Regions from separate parts of the Mus musculus genome. Here region 1 is linked to region 2. The links are chromatin contacts, called in public promoter capture Hi-C maps. All regions are on one chromosome and are shown on one strand. Each heading gives the region's core, a stretch centred on a gene start, on an enhancer-like site or on the middle of the called end of the contact. The rest is flanking DNA. Distances are from core to core; before and after follow the strand shown. Region 1 holds the start of Ccdc126 (coiled-coil domain containing 126). Region 2 holds the start of Tmem176b (transmembrane protein 176B).

Region 1 (2,700 bases), core at 67-2,566, 480 kb after region 2:
ATTTATATATTTCAAGGGTCTCATTCCACTCTTAAGGCTTGTCTTTTGTTTGTTGCTGTTAAAACTGTCTTTCCCAGGCTGCATTTGATTTCCAGGTCCTCCTGTTTTGTTTGGTGTGTGTGTGTGTGTGTGTGTGTGTGTGTGTGTGTGTGTATGTATGTGTGAAAGAGCGACAGAGAGAGAGAGAGAGAGAAACACACAGAGAAAGACACAGAGACACAGAGAGAGAGACACACAGAGACACACACAGAGACACAGAGAGAGAGATGCACACAGAGAGGCACACAGAGAGAGGCACACACAGAGACATATACACACACAGATAGAGAGAGACAGAGGGAGAGAGAATTTTATGAGTATTGGTATTTTGCTTGCATATACCTTAGTGTACCAACTGTATTCCTGGTGAGGCCAGAGGAAGACTGTCAGATATCCAGAAATGGGGTGACAGATGGTTGTGAGCCACCATGTGGATTCTGGAAACTAAACCCGAGTGCTCTCTAAGCACAAGGGCTCAGCCATCTTTCCAGCCCAATTTGACTTTTTAACGTGTAATTTTGTGTGTGCTGAGCATTTAATCAGGGCCATATTCATGCTAGCCAAGTGTTCTACCACTAAGCTGCATACCAAGTCCCGAAGTACTTGATTTTTTAAAAATGTATTAACTTTGTTAAACTCTTATTAATTGTAATAATTTGTCTACAAGTTGTTTTGTATTTGTCATGTGTATACATATTTATACCATCCGTGACAAGAATATCTTTAAAACACTTTATTTGTATTCATGTAATTGTGTGTGAGTGTGCTGAGGTCTGCAGAGGCCAGAAGCAGATGGGATCCCTTGGAGCTGGAGTTCCAAGAGATTATGAACCTCTTGATGTGGGAGCTGGTAATTGAACTCTGGTCTTCTGGTCCCTCAGCAAACTGTCTGAACTTTTGAGCTAGGTCTCCAGTCCTCAGAAAAGGATAGTTTGTTTCTATTAGTCTTTAGTCCTTTTAGTTATTTTTTTATCCTATTTCCCTGAGTGAGGACCTTCAGGAGCACCATGGGGACATTGGACTCTCCAACACTAGGATGCCCTCTAGTGTCAGACAACAGCATTAGGGGTTTCTTTTCTAGTGGAAGGTAGATAGTAGGATGCTTCACCACTAGTGGCGAATAGGGTGCTGAGTTTTCTCTAGTAGCAATGCAGCTGCTGCGCCTCTTAGTTGCTAAGCAACCGCGTCGCCCTGAGCCCCTGGGCCAACAGCACGTGCTGTCTCTCCGCAAGGCGGGACTACATTCCCCACAATGCCGCGCGCAGTAGGCCCTGGCCGGAGAATGGGGGAAGGGTGGCCGGGAGGCGGAGCGGAAACCGGGAGTAGCGTCCCCGGGTGCCGAGCGCTCTCGGTCCTACCTCCGTCCTGGCCCGCAGGCTGTTGCGGCGCCGCTAACGCCCTCCCGTGGCGGGCTGTGGCTGTACTTCCAGTTTGTGAGCCCCGCGGCGGCGGCCCGCGTGATTGAAAGGAAACCAGCAGGCCAGGTCAGACGGAGGAGATTGGGGAGGCGGGAGGCGGTGTCCCTGCGGCCCCGGCTTTGCTACTTTGACAGCCTCGACCGCCGGGCCGGGCTCCGCGGTGCTCTGCGGGGATGGGCAGTCTCTGCGGCCGCGCTCATTTGTGCTCCACTCTTGACAGCTCAATTCTCTCGTTAGGAGAAGGACGTGAAATGCCCATTAAACCTGCCAAACTCTTCTCCTGGGAGGCTGGGGAGGAACTTTATCTGCTGTAGGTACAGGCGGTGGCAATTGAATGGCCAGGCAGCCAGGATTCGAACCCCTGGCGTCCCTCTGCCTGCTGCTTCATTCAGGCTAAGCAATGGCTCCAAGCCGATGTGTTTCATCCAGCAGATGGAGATCTCATACAGTTTTAAGTTGTTAGATTTATGGATAATAAGCTATTACACCTTGAGTTTTTCATTTGATGAAAAGATGTTTTGAATGTGATTCGAAGTGTGTGGACTTTTGGTTAATCACTAGGTTGTGTGTTCAGTTTATATTTTTACTTCTTACATGCAGAGAATTCCTTAAGATATGCTGGCTTCTTAATTTCCGCCCCTTTAAGATGGCTGAGAATGTTCTAAGGAAATTGATGACTCTGCTTTCCTGGGGATCAGCTCTGTATATAACTGTACAAGGACTCACCTCCCCCACCTCCCTAGCCTGGTCCCATAGGAAACCCTTAAAAGGAGATTAAAGGCTTTGTCCGTCAGATCCTTTGCAGCTTTGCCCTATGTCAACTTTCTGTACTGTTTCTAATGGTTCAGTCGTTTCTCTCCTCCCCACTCCCCTTCTCTCATTTTCTAGACAGGATTTCTCTGTGTAGCCCTGGCTGTCCTGGAACTCACTCAGTAGACCAGAAAACTATAAATCCCCTTACGCATTTATTCGTGACCAGGCTGGCCTCAAACTCAAGAGATCCTCCTGCCTCCGCCTCCCTAGTGCTGGGATTAAAGGTGTGCGCCACCATCACCTGACACCCACTTAGGATTTCTGTTCCCAGGTTATAGTTTTTGTCTGGAGACACATTGAGTGAATGCAGTAAATCTGATCAGGAACGACTTCAACGTGTTCAGGTTCTGTCAGTTGTTTTTACCCTTGCTTTCTCAATGTTATTGACATTGGGTTTTCAAGGAAAGCTTTATAAAACTTTAACTGAATT
Region 2 (2,700 bases), core at 82-2,581:
ACCACTGTTCCGAGTTTCCATAGGGCCTCAGGCAGGCCCATGAGGTCTTCATATTCTGCCTGATTACTTCCTCAGCGTGGCCTCCATTCTAATCAGCACAGAGCTTAACACAGCTTCCCACTGTCTCCTGTTATGGGCTTATAACAACCATTTAGCCCCTCTGATGGCTTGCCTCTGTCCAAAAGAAGTTCTGCCCAGTGGCTCTCCTGGGCAGTCTGGTTAAGCATCAGTTCTGACTGGATATTGACGGCCACTCCAGTCACTTCCCTTTGCATCCCTTCATGTTCTCCCCCACGCCACGGAGCACCTTCCACTCACCCGTGCACCTCAGAGCCGAAAGCACAGGAGTCTGACAACTTTTCAGGAGGGACGAAGAGAAACACAAATGAAGGCCTCAGGTTCACACCTTCCCTTGAGGTTCCAGGAATAAAGTCTCAGTTGTCTGGGTGCTGGCCCCCTCTAGACCCCCAGTGCTATCCCTGCCCTGGCCACCCAGAATCCCTCTGCTTCCTCTGCAGAGCAGGAACTAAAGCCCTAGGCACCAAGAAGCCTCTCACCACTTCTGGCACCGCTCCAGATAGTGGCTCTCTGATATCCCTCCTCCCAGTGTTCAGAAACAAAGAAAAAGAACACCCCGTGTCCCCACAGCTGTCCCACCTCTGCGTGGTCTCAAAGGCCCTGCTCTTAGAACGCAGGCGTGAGGCACTGATAACTATGGAAGGTAAAGCCAGACTCTGACCTCCCCAGCCTCAGCCCTGTTTCCAGAGTCACATCCTCTGTCCAACACATCCCTCCCTCCCCAGAGTCCTACAGGAAAGCAGAGATAGAAGGAAGGAGAAGCATCCTGAGCCAAGATGGAGCTTGAGGAGTAGACTTGGAGACTCTTCCAGAGAAGAAGGAACCCTATGCTTCAAAAGGGGGCTACCAAGGGGCCGTGAAGGGTCCTGTCTCACCTGCTGTCCTCTGCGATGGGTGGGGCTGGAACTGAGAGGTCTGGGAGGAGCTGGCTTAAAGCTGACCCCAGAGAGAGGAGAGCAAGAAGGGGGTGGAGGGATGGGGCCTGACATGGAGTCTCTCAGTTTGCCAGCAAGTAGCTGACAGGAAAGGGCCCCACTTGAGGGGGGTCCATCAGGAGTAGATGATCAGGCCTGCTGGAGCAGGGATACAGGTGACACAGATACACTCATACACCCAAGGTGGCACAGGCCAGCACCTGCTCAGAAAGCTCTATCCCTGACTGGGAGAGAGAGCACTGTGCAATCAAAGGATTCCACAGGAACAATCAGTGCCAACCCCAGCTCTTACCTCGCCCACCTTCTCCAGCTCTCCAGTGCCCAGTGAGGAGCTGCCTGCTGGAAAACCCCTAAAGGGGCCCTCAGTCCCAGCTGCCTGCCAGGAAGTGTTGAGGTCTGCCCATTCCCCCTCCCCTTCTGGCTCCCACCCAGGTTCTTCCTCCTGCCAGGGCTGAAGTTCTCAACTACTGCCAGCGCCTCTGTGTGAGCTCTGGCCTTCCCTGCTGCACACTTCCCCGGTCCCAGAGGAATCAGGTAAGACAGCCCACCATCACTTTAGCATAGCTCGTTTCCCAGTCCATCCAGATCCATCCAGTCTGACGCCCTGCGAGCTTGCTAGGGGAGTGGACACACTGGGGTGTGCCTCCAGGGACAGGTATGGCCTCCATCTCTACCACTCAATTCTGTGGGGACAGGGTCAGTCAGTGCTTGTCGTTCATCCAAGGAGATGGTGGCGTCTGGGTGAGGTGGTCCCTGGGACCCTGGTAGGGAAGAGATAATTGCAACAGAAGCTTATGGGGCAGTTAGAGGGGGACACTGTTTAAGGGGCTTGGCCTCTGACCTGGATTCAGAAAATGCTGGGGAGAAGAGATCCAATCAGAGGTTGGGTGAAGAGATAGGTTGTGTGCGTTCTGCTTGATCCAAACATCAGGCTCCTGAAGACCATGGCAGTGGGGCACAAAGCAAATGTGGGGTGAAGCGGGTACTCCAGCATCAGGCTTCCCTGACAGACAACCCTCCAAAAGAGCTGAAGATACAGCTCCACAGCCAGGGGCAGCCATTCTGTGTCTCTGTTAGCCCCCAACTCCAAGCCGCCTCTGAAACATCTGCCAAATATTTCTTCCTGCTTTTCCTTTTCTCCCTCACAGACGATGTCCACAGACATGGAGACTGCAGTCGTCGGCAAGGTGGACCCTGAGGCTCCACAACCCACCCACATTGATGTGCACATCCACCAGGAGTCTGCTCTGGCCAAACTTCTGCTGGCCGGATGCTCATTGCTAAGGATTCCAGCATCCGCTTCCACCCAGAGCCAGGGCAGCAGCAGAGTGCTGGTGGCCTCCTGGGTGAGAGTAGCTACGTGCTTGATGGGCCCAGGGAGGGACCCTCATTTGGGCCATATTTTCCTCTGGCCTCCTCTATACATCTGTCCTCCTAAGACATTGAGTTGATTTTGTCTGTGTGTACAGACAGTTGCAGCTAACAGGTAGCCCTGCTGCTGGAGAGCTGTGTTTCAAGTCCTCTCTCTTCCAGGTGGTGCAGACTGTGCTGGGGGCTCTGAGTGTGGTTCTGGGTGGAACCCTCTACATAGGCCATTATTTAGCCATGTATTCCGAAGGCGCCCCCTTCTGGACTGGGATCGTGGTGAGTGTGGCATCATGAAGGTCCAGGGCTGTCTGAGAGCACA

What was found. Capture Hi-C pulls out chosen DNA fragments and counts their contacts.
Region 1: a promoter capture Hi-C map of liver shows a contact between it and region 2. The contact joins the promoter of Ccdc126 here to the promoter of Tmem176b in region 2. A contact is called at or near these places in 2 of 39 promoter capture datasets (the 3T3-L1 cell line and embryonic stem cells), 3 of 115 datasets of contacts at active chromatin or transcription factors (astrocytes, microglia and pancreatic cancer cells) and 1 of 9 other capture datasets (liver).

The regions. Positions count from the first base shown.
Region 1 is chr6:49,317,958-49,320,657 of GRCm38.p6, forward strand. It overlaps Ccdc126 (coiled-coil domain containing 126), which reads left to right and starts at 1,317. Exons shown (of 3, transcript NM_175098.6): 1 at 1,317-1,523.
Region 2 is chr6:48,840,043-48,842,742 of GRCm38.p6, forward strand. Tmem176b (transmembrane protein 176B) reads right to left here and starts at 1,332. Exons shown (of 7, transcript NM_001164207.1): 1 at 954-1,332. Tmem176a (transmembrane protein 176A) reads left to right here and starts at 1,441. Exons shown (of 7, transcript NM_025326.4): 1 at 1,441-1,547; 2 at 2,162-2,359; 3 at 2,547-2,657. The coding sequence starts at 2,165.